Regions from separate parts of the Sus scrofa genome. Here region 1 is linked to region 2. Evidence: chromatin contacts called from public HiChIP or PLAC-seq data. All regions are on one chromosome and are shown on one strand. The core of a region is the stretch at or near the end of the contact, and the rest is flanking DNA. Distances in the headings are between cores, read along the strand shown. Region 1 overlaps LOC106510109 (a long non-coding RNA gene). Region 2 holds the start of ATP1B1 (ATPase, Na+/K+ transporting, beta 1 polypeptide).

Region 1 (3,045 bases), core at 243-2,742, 610 kb before region 2:
ACCCCAAGATGAAACACTTAGCTGTAATCTAAGGGAGGCAGGACTCTGGGAAAATCCCTTACCTGGAGGAACCGGGCTCTGGGAAAATCCCTTACCTGGAGGAACCGGGCTCCACCCAGGAAATGCTAGTTTTTCAGAGAAGAAAAACCTGAACTTGGGTCTCCTTTGATGACGTATTAAACAGAAAAAAGCAAGCAAATAAACCAGAAAATAAAACAAAATAATCTCATAATAATATGAAAAGATCACTGGATTGGAATTCAGGAACCTGGTAAGGATGCTAACTGGCTGTGTGACTTTGGGAAGGTTTTGATCTTTGCTCCTCAGTCTCACTTTGATTAGCAGTAATAGTTAATTGCTAAGGTTTAAGAGAATGTATATGTGTGTGTGTGAGAGAGAGAGGCAGGCTTTCTTTCAGTCAAGGCAGGATAGACATATGCATTCTTGGGGACTGAGAACACCCCCTCACTTTGCTTTCCATTTTAATCACGAAAGCTTATAATGACCACAACCAGTGGAAAAAGCCATGCCTCCTTCACCCTTCTGGGAACCAAGGTCCTTCCTTCAGAAGCATAACTAACAAAACTCATATCTTCTGGCTTCTAGGGGACAACTTCAATAAACCAAGTTCCCATGAGGAGAGAGGGTGAGCTATTCTTTGCTAGTGGGGCATTGGAAATATTTGGCAGAGGTGAGAAGAGGGGAGACGTGGCAGAGAACAAGAGGGGTGCGGGTGGGGACTGCAATATTACACCCCTCCTTAATAGGCTTGGCAGTTCATCAGCCATCATCAGTCATCACATTTTTGGTTTTGGTTCTATCCACAGCATGTGGAAGTTCCTGGGCCAGGGAACACACCCTCATCACAGCAGTAATCAAAGCCTCAGCAGTGAAAAATGCTGATCCTTAACTCACTGAGCCACTAGGGAACTCTATAAATATTAATTACCTATTGAACACAGATTATGCATTGGAGGTGCATTGAAGTCCTACACAGTCTTTGCTCTCAAGTATCTCACTGACTTGCCAAAAGGAAATAGATTCTGTGTTCAGGTCAGACAAGCAAATGCAGGCCCTAAGGGGTTTTCAGAGGTGCCCAGCTCAAAGTGCTCCCTTTCCCTGCTTAAGGTTTGGCCAGGCAGTGTCAGTAGTGAAAAGTAAATTTTTCAGACTGAGGGATGCAAGCTTTCTGTTTGCTTTGCTCCTGGTATCCAGATGGTCACCAGGCTGCCCTGTTGAAAATTTTGTTTGGCAGGAACGTGCTCTGATTCCTTAATTCTAAGCTTTGGAGACCAGGCAGCTGAAATGAAGCAACTCTTGTGCACACTCAGCAGTATCAGGCTGTGAATGTTTCAAGCTGTCATGAGGCAGGCACCCCAGACAGCGACAGGGCCCTGGGTGGGATGCTGCCGAGTTTGTGGGGGCTTGGCCGTGGCCACTGCAGGACATGCTGAGCACAGCCGCCGAGGCCAAGCTTGAGCAGCCGGCTGCGGGGTGAGCTGCTGACTCATTGCTGCAGCCATGTTGCCTTTAGCAACTGGAACAGCTCCGGGGAATTCGTTCTTATTTTAAAGGAAAATGTGATGTAACTCTGGAGACAGCAGAGGGGAGTAGCAGATGATGTTCCAAAATCTGATTCTAAACAGCAGCTGTAACAAAGCATTTCCATCAGAATTCTTAGGCAGAACTGTTTTCTATCAGCCTTGGAAGGATGTGGTCACTTTGGGGCAGTTATCCAATCAGTCAACATGTATGTTTCAAATATTTGTTGTGTGCCCAACCCCTGTAACCCCTGTTGAGTGCTTAGGTAATGAAGAAGTGAAAGATGGTCCTTGCCCACTTGGGGATTGTTGTATAGCTGACACTAGGAGAGATTTCCTCTGTGCCAGCACTGTATTCTAGGTGCACTAGCTTATGCAATCTCATGGCAATCCTGTAAAATAGCTGTATTATTTTACCTATTCTACTGTAAGTTGGGGAGCCAGGATTTTAACCCACGTCAGTTCAGAGTCAGAGCTCTTACTACCATGTTATTTGGGACACAGAACCAATAAAAGGGTAAATGACTACCAGAGAATAATATAGGATTGATATGTCATTGCGTGATAAATCATATTTATAATATAAGCATTTATGATGAGTCCAAAATAAATCCCTATCAATCTACAGTGGTAGGTCATATGAAGGGTACAGATATGCTTACATTTAAGCAAATATGGAACCTGTGGAGGAACTTTTTTTGGGAAGGCTGAGGTCCAGATGTCCTGATGAGAAATGGGCAGGTCAGGAAGTGGGAGCGGTCAGTAATGTAACAGGAGGAGCATCAGGTGACCTGTGGCTCTCAGGCCATGATGTGCTTAGGATGGCCCTAGCTGTTGGGGAAAACACAGAAAGATGATTAAGCATATTTTTGCCCTTTGGGAATTTAGTCTAGTTGGATTTATATGACCAATTAATCAATTTATGAGCTATTAGCAAAATAGGAGGGGAAACAGAGGAAATTTAAGAGAGGAAGAGGGACCACCACTGTCCCGTTCAGTCCTTAGTGGATCACAGTTGCATTAAGGAGGAGTCTGAGGGCTATTTTGTCAGGTGATATTGACAAATACTCAAAAGCTCTTTTATTTTCTTGTAGAGGTGTTGGCCGTACATGTGGTGTGGGGCTGATCAGAACCACTTGAGTCCCTCCGTTTCCATGCCTGCAGCATAGAGAAGCTCTTGGGCCAGATATCAAACCTGAAGCACAGCAGTGACCCGAGCCGCAGCAATGACAATGATGGATCCTTATCACCTGCTGGGCCCTGAGGGAATTCTCAGATTTTTATGTCTGACTGAGATAGAATAGGGTTTTAGGAACTTAAAAATCATGAAGAAGATGAGAGAAATGAAATGAGGTGAAAATGTCTGTCTTGGGCAAAATTCCCTTGGTGGAGTGCTACAAAAGTAACAAACGAGCCCAGGAAGCCTAATGGCCTGAATAGGGTTCCTGTGACTATGGTGACAGCAGTATGAACTACAACCAAGTAGAAAGAAGCATATCTCCTC
Region 2 (3,321 bases), core at 365-2,864:
CCTGACAAGCCTCCCTTGCGTTGTCTGTCTGGATACAGGGAGGGGAAATCTTTTCTGGGATGGGCTACATAGCTCCCTGGGGATGTAGCTTCTGTACATTGACTGCAGAGGCGCCCCTGCTGATTTCTGCTGTGTCACTGCCTCAAGAGGGATGTGTGAAGCTGCTCAGGGGTTTGGCGGAGGGAGATGAAACCAAGGAGTTTGGCTGTTGATGCACAGGGGATAAAGAAGGGGGAGGGATAAAGGATGCCAAGGATTGCCTGCACCTTCTCGCGATTTATACTAGGCTTTCCAGATCCTTTTTGGCCCCAGGTCTTTTAGAGAAGAACAAAGTGGTCGGTACCCACCCAAGGGGCGTGAAAACCCGTCCCTGAGAACACCAGCCTGGGATTCGACGCCAAGGGGAGTCATTGGTGGCTAGGTCACGTGCAAACATTGTCGCCGCCGGGGTCTAGACTGGTGTGAGCCGCCAGGCAATGCGACTGGTTTCTGAAGGAGCGACCCACTGGGGGCCGGCTGGTCGGCCTCCAACACCTCCTACCCCTTTCAAACCCCGGATCCGGCTTGCCGCCCTGGGTGGGTTTGGCAATTATCCTGCTTGAGGTGGTTCAGGCCGCCCACAAGGAGCATAGCCCGGCAGTCAGGAGCCAGGGCTGCTGGCTGGGCTGGCCTGGAAGGAGAGGGACGGGCCGGAACTGCAACCGCAGTGGCGGGGAGACCGGAGGGGGTGGCAGGTGCAGCAGCAGAGAGGCGGGGCGGAGCTGGGCAGAGTCCCTGATTCTCAGGCGTCCCGGAGTGACCTACCCCCACCCAGCTAGGGCCTAGGAGAAGTGGAAGTGCGGAGAAGAGAGGCTGAGAGTGCACGAGAGGGACTGACTGGATCGGGACAGCCGGGCTGGGGTCCCGAAGGGTCTGCGGGGCGCCAGGCAAGGCAGGTGCGGGTCACCTCACTACGGAAAAGGCGGGTTCGTGCACAGCCCAACGCGAGGAGGGGGCTGTTAGGTGCTGCGGCCTCGCCACTCACAGTTCTCTCCGCCCCTCCCCGCGCCCCCGCTCCCTGGCTCCCTAGACCGCCCCTCACGCCGCTACCGCAGCTCCTTTGTGCCAACCCCGCGCCCGCCCCCTCGGGCCCCAGGCCCCGCCCCCTCCACGCCGGCTATTGGCCCGCCGGGTCGCTAGTGGGCGGGGCGCCCCGTCGCCACGGCGCGGTATATAGTAAAGGTAGGGCGTGCGCCCTCAGCCAATTTCTCGGCTCGTGGCGGGTGGCTGTAGCCTGGGCCCGCAGTCCATTTGTTCGTCCTTCCCTTTGACTTTTCCTTGTCCCCTGCCTGTCTCTGCAGAGGTCACAGGAGGCGGGGGCCGAGCACGCGTCCTCGGTGGCAGCTGGAGTGGCAGCTGCGGGTTTGTGGAGCCCCCGAATCCCCAAGGGCAAGGGGAGCGCGTGGCGGACCAAAGAGGGCCAGTGAGCGGTCGTGCGCCCACCAATAGGTGCGGGGCTCGGAGACGCCCAGCCTGCGCGGTCCCTCCCTCCTCCCTCCGCCCCCGCCGCCGCCGCCTCCCCCTCCTCCCGCTCCTGACTCTGCTCCTCCACCGCGCGTCTGGCACTCTGAAAGCCGCAGCGGCAGCGGCGGGTGCAGCCTGCGGAGAGCCAGGCAGGGGACACTGATCGGCAGGAGAGGACGCAAGAGCGCACGCGGCAATCACCCATCTTCAATCCCCGCAGCAGCTGCTGACCCGCCACCATGGCCCGCGGAAAAGCCAAGGAGGAGGGCAGCTGGAAGAAATTCATCTGGAACTCCGAAAAGAAGGAGTTTTTGGGCAGGACCGGTGGCAGTTGGTGTAAGTATGGGTTTCGCAGCTCTCGCCCCCAGCGCCTTGCCTTTCGGCTCATCCCCCGGGCAGGCTCTGCGGACCGCACCGCGCGCTCCGCGCTGGCAAGGGCGGAGGGTCGGGTGGTGAGCACTGCTACGATCGCGCGGGCCTGGGCTTGCTGTCCTGTATGGAATTCAGAATCCCTGGATAGGCGCGGGCAAGCAGAGGGTTACGTATATTGTAGCGGTCTTGGGAACTTGCAGTTTATATGACATCGCTTGAGCCCTTCGGTCCTGGGCATGGTCGGGCTGTGGGAGACTAGATATGTCTCTTCTTGTAGTCAGGTCCTAAAAAATAAGATTTGAGGCTCTGAAAGAACAGCCTGAGGGTAATCGGACCGAATGCAGGCGAGGTTGTGTGTTAAAGCACCTTTTTTTTCTAGTCTAAATATGTACCTCCAAAGGCCGGCGGCGGGCGGGGGTGGGGTGGGGGTGCGGGGAGCGGTAGTGATGGCAGAATCCATACACACTGCAGTATTTCGTAGCGATGCCCAGAGTTTCCTCCAGTGAACTGCCGTGGAGTCATCACAGCCCAGGAATGACCCAGGAAGCTCCATGTCAGGACTCCGTTTCTGAGCCTTGGCCCCAAAACATGGCAAAATCGGGTTGTTGTCAGTGTCTACAGAGCCAGATGCAGAACCGGGTACGATGAAGGGTTAGTGTGAAATAAATGGCACAAAGGCAGAGGCAGGTCATCTGATACGATTTGGGGCAGCCTGTTGCTTGGCTAAATAGACCCCCTCCCCATTGAAAATTATATTGCTTACTTGTCTTCCACCTCTCTACACAGGAAGGGTGACTTTTTTTAAAAGGTCATTTTGAAGGGCAGTTGTAGGCAAATCTGTAAGAGTCGTGACTGCGGAAGAGAGAGAGAGAGGGAGGGAACTCCCCCCTCCTGCATCACTGCCCCCCCTTCTCTAATATCATCATCACCATCATCATCATCTGCACCACTAGCACCACCACTGCAGCCACTAAGGGAGCCCTGGGTAGGTGCTGATGTGGTGTTCCTGATTGGGAGGATCTGTGAGCATGGGCAGGAGAATGAGTCAGGGAAATATTGCTTGGCTGACATTTTGAAATGGAAGAAGCTAGAATATATGATTTTCTGTAGAGGAAAAAAAAATGCACCCTGTAGTGTGTCTCTTGATTAAAAAGTGAAGGGTTAATAATGCATCACACTTCAAGGTTAGTCAAGGTGAAACCTCATCCCATACCTATGTTGGGAAGAATAGATATCCCTGAGCCATGTTAAATGTAGGTCTTTAAAGTGATGGCTTTTAGCTTGTATTTTATTTTATTTTGGGAAATCTCCATCCTTCAGTGGGCTTACTGCCATAGTTCTCATGCATTAAGTATAGCTCTCTGTGTTTCTTAATGTGGAAGGGAAAGCCTGAAGAACACTGGGTGTGTATAGGGTGAACAGCTCCTGGCCTGGGCCATCTCCTAG

The links. HiChIP or PLAC-seq counts read pairs in DNA pulled down with a chosen protein or histone mark.
Region 1: an H3K27ac HiChIP or PLAC-seq map of skeletal muscle shows a contact between it and region 2, with 4 times the contacts expected there. The contact joins the enhancer-like site here to the promoter of ATP1B1 in region 2. A contact is called at or near these places in 1 of 5 promoter capture datasets (fetal skeletal muscle), 4 of 47 Hi-C or Micro-C datasets (embryonic fibroblasts, fetal heart ventricle, fetal skeletal muscle and 1 more) and 1 of 2 datasets of contacts at active chromatin or transcription factors (skeletal muscle).

The regions. Positions count from the first base shown.
Region 1 is chr4:82,545,863-82,548,907 of Sscrofa11.1, reverse strand. The region is part of intron 4 of LOC106510109 (a long non-coding RNA gene); the gene reads left to right. Among named protein-coding and RNA genes, the nearest start is that of XCL1, 110 kb to the right of the region's middle. Within about 2 kb of position 1,492, at least 37 of the 83 cell types and tissues checked have an H3K27ac peak or open chromatin away from gene starts, as enhancers often do. A contact at or near this core is called in fetal skeletal muscle and skeletal muscle, where this site is marked.
Region 2 is chr4:81,935,308-81,938,628 of Sscrofa11.1, reverse strand. ATP1B1 (ATPase, Na+/K+ transporting, beta 1 polypeptide) reads left to right here and starts at 1,614. Exons shown (of 6, transcript NM_001001542.1): 1 at 1,614-1,839. The coding sequence starts at 1,743.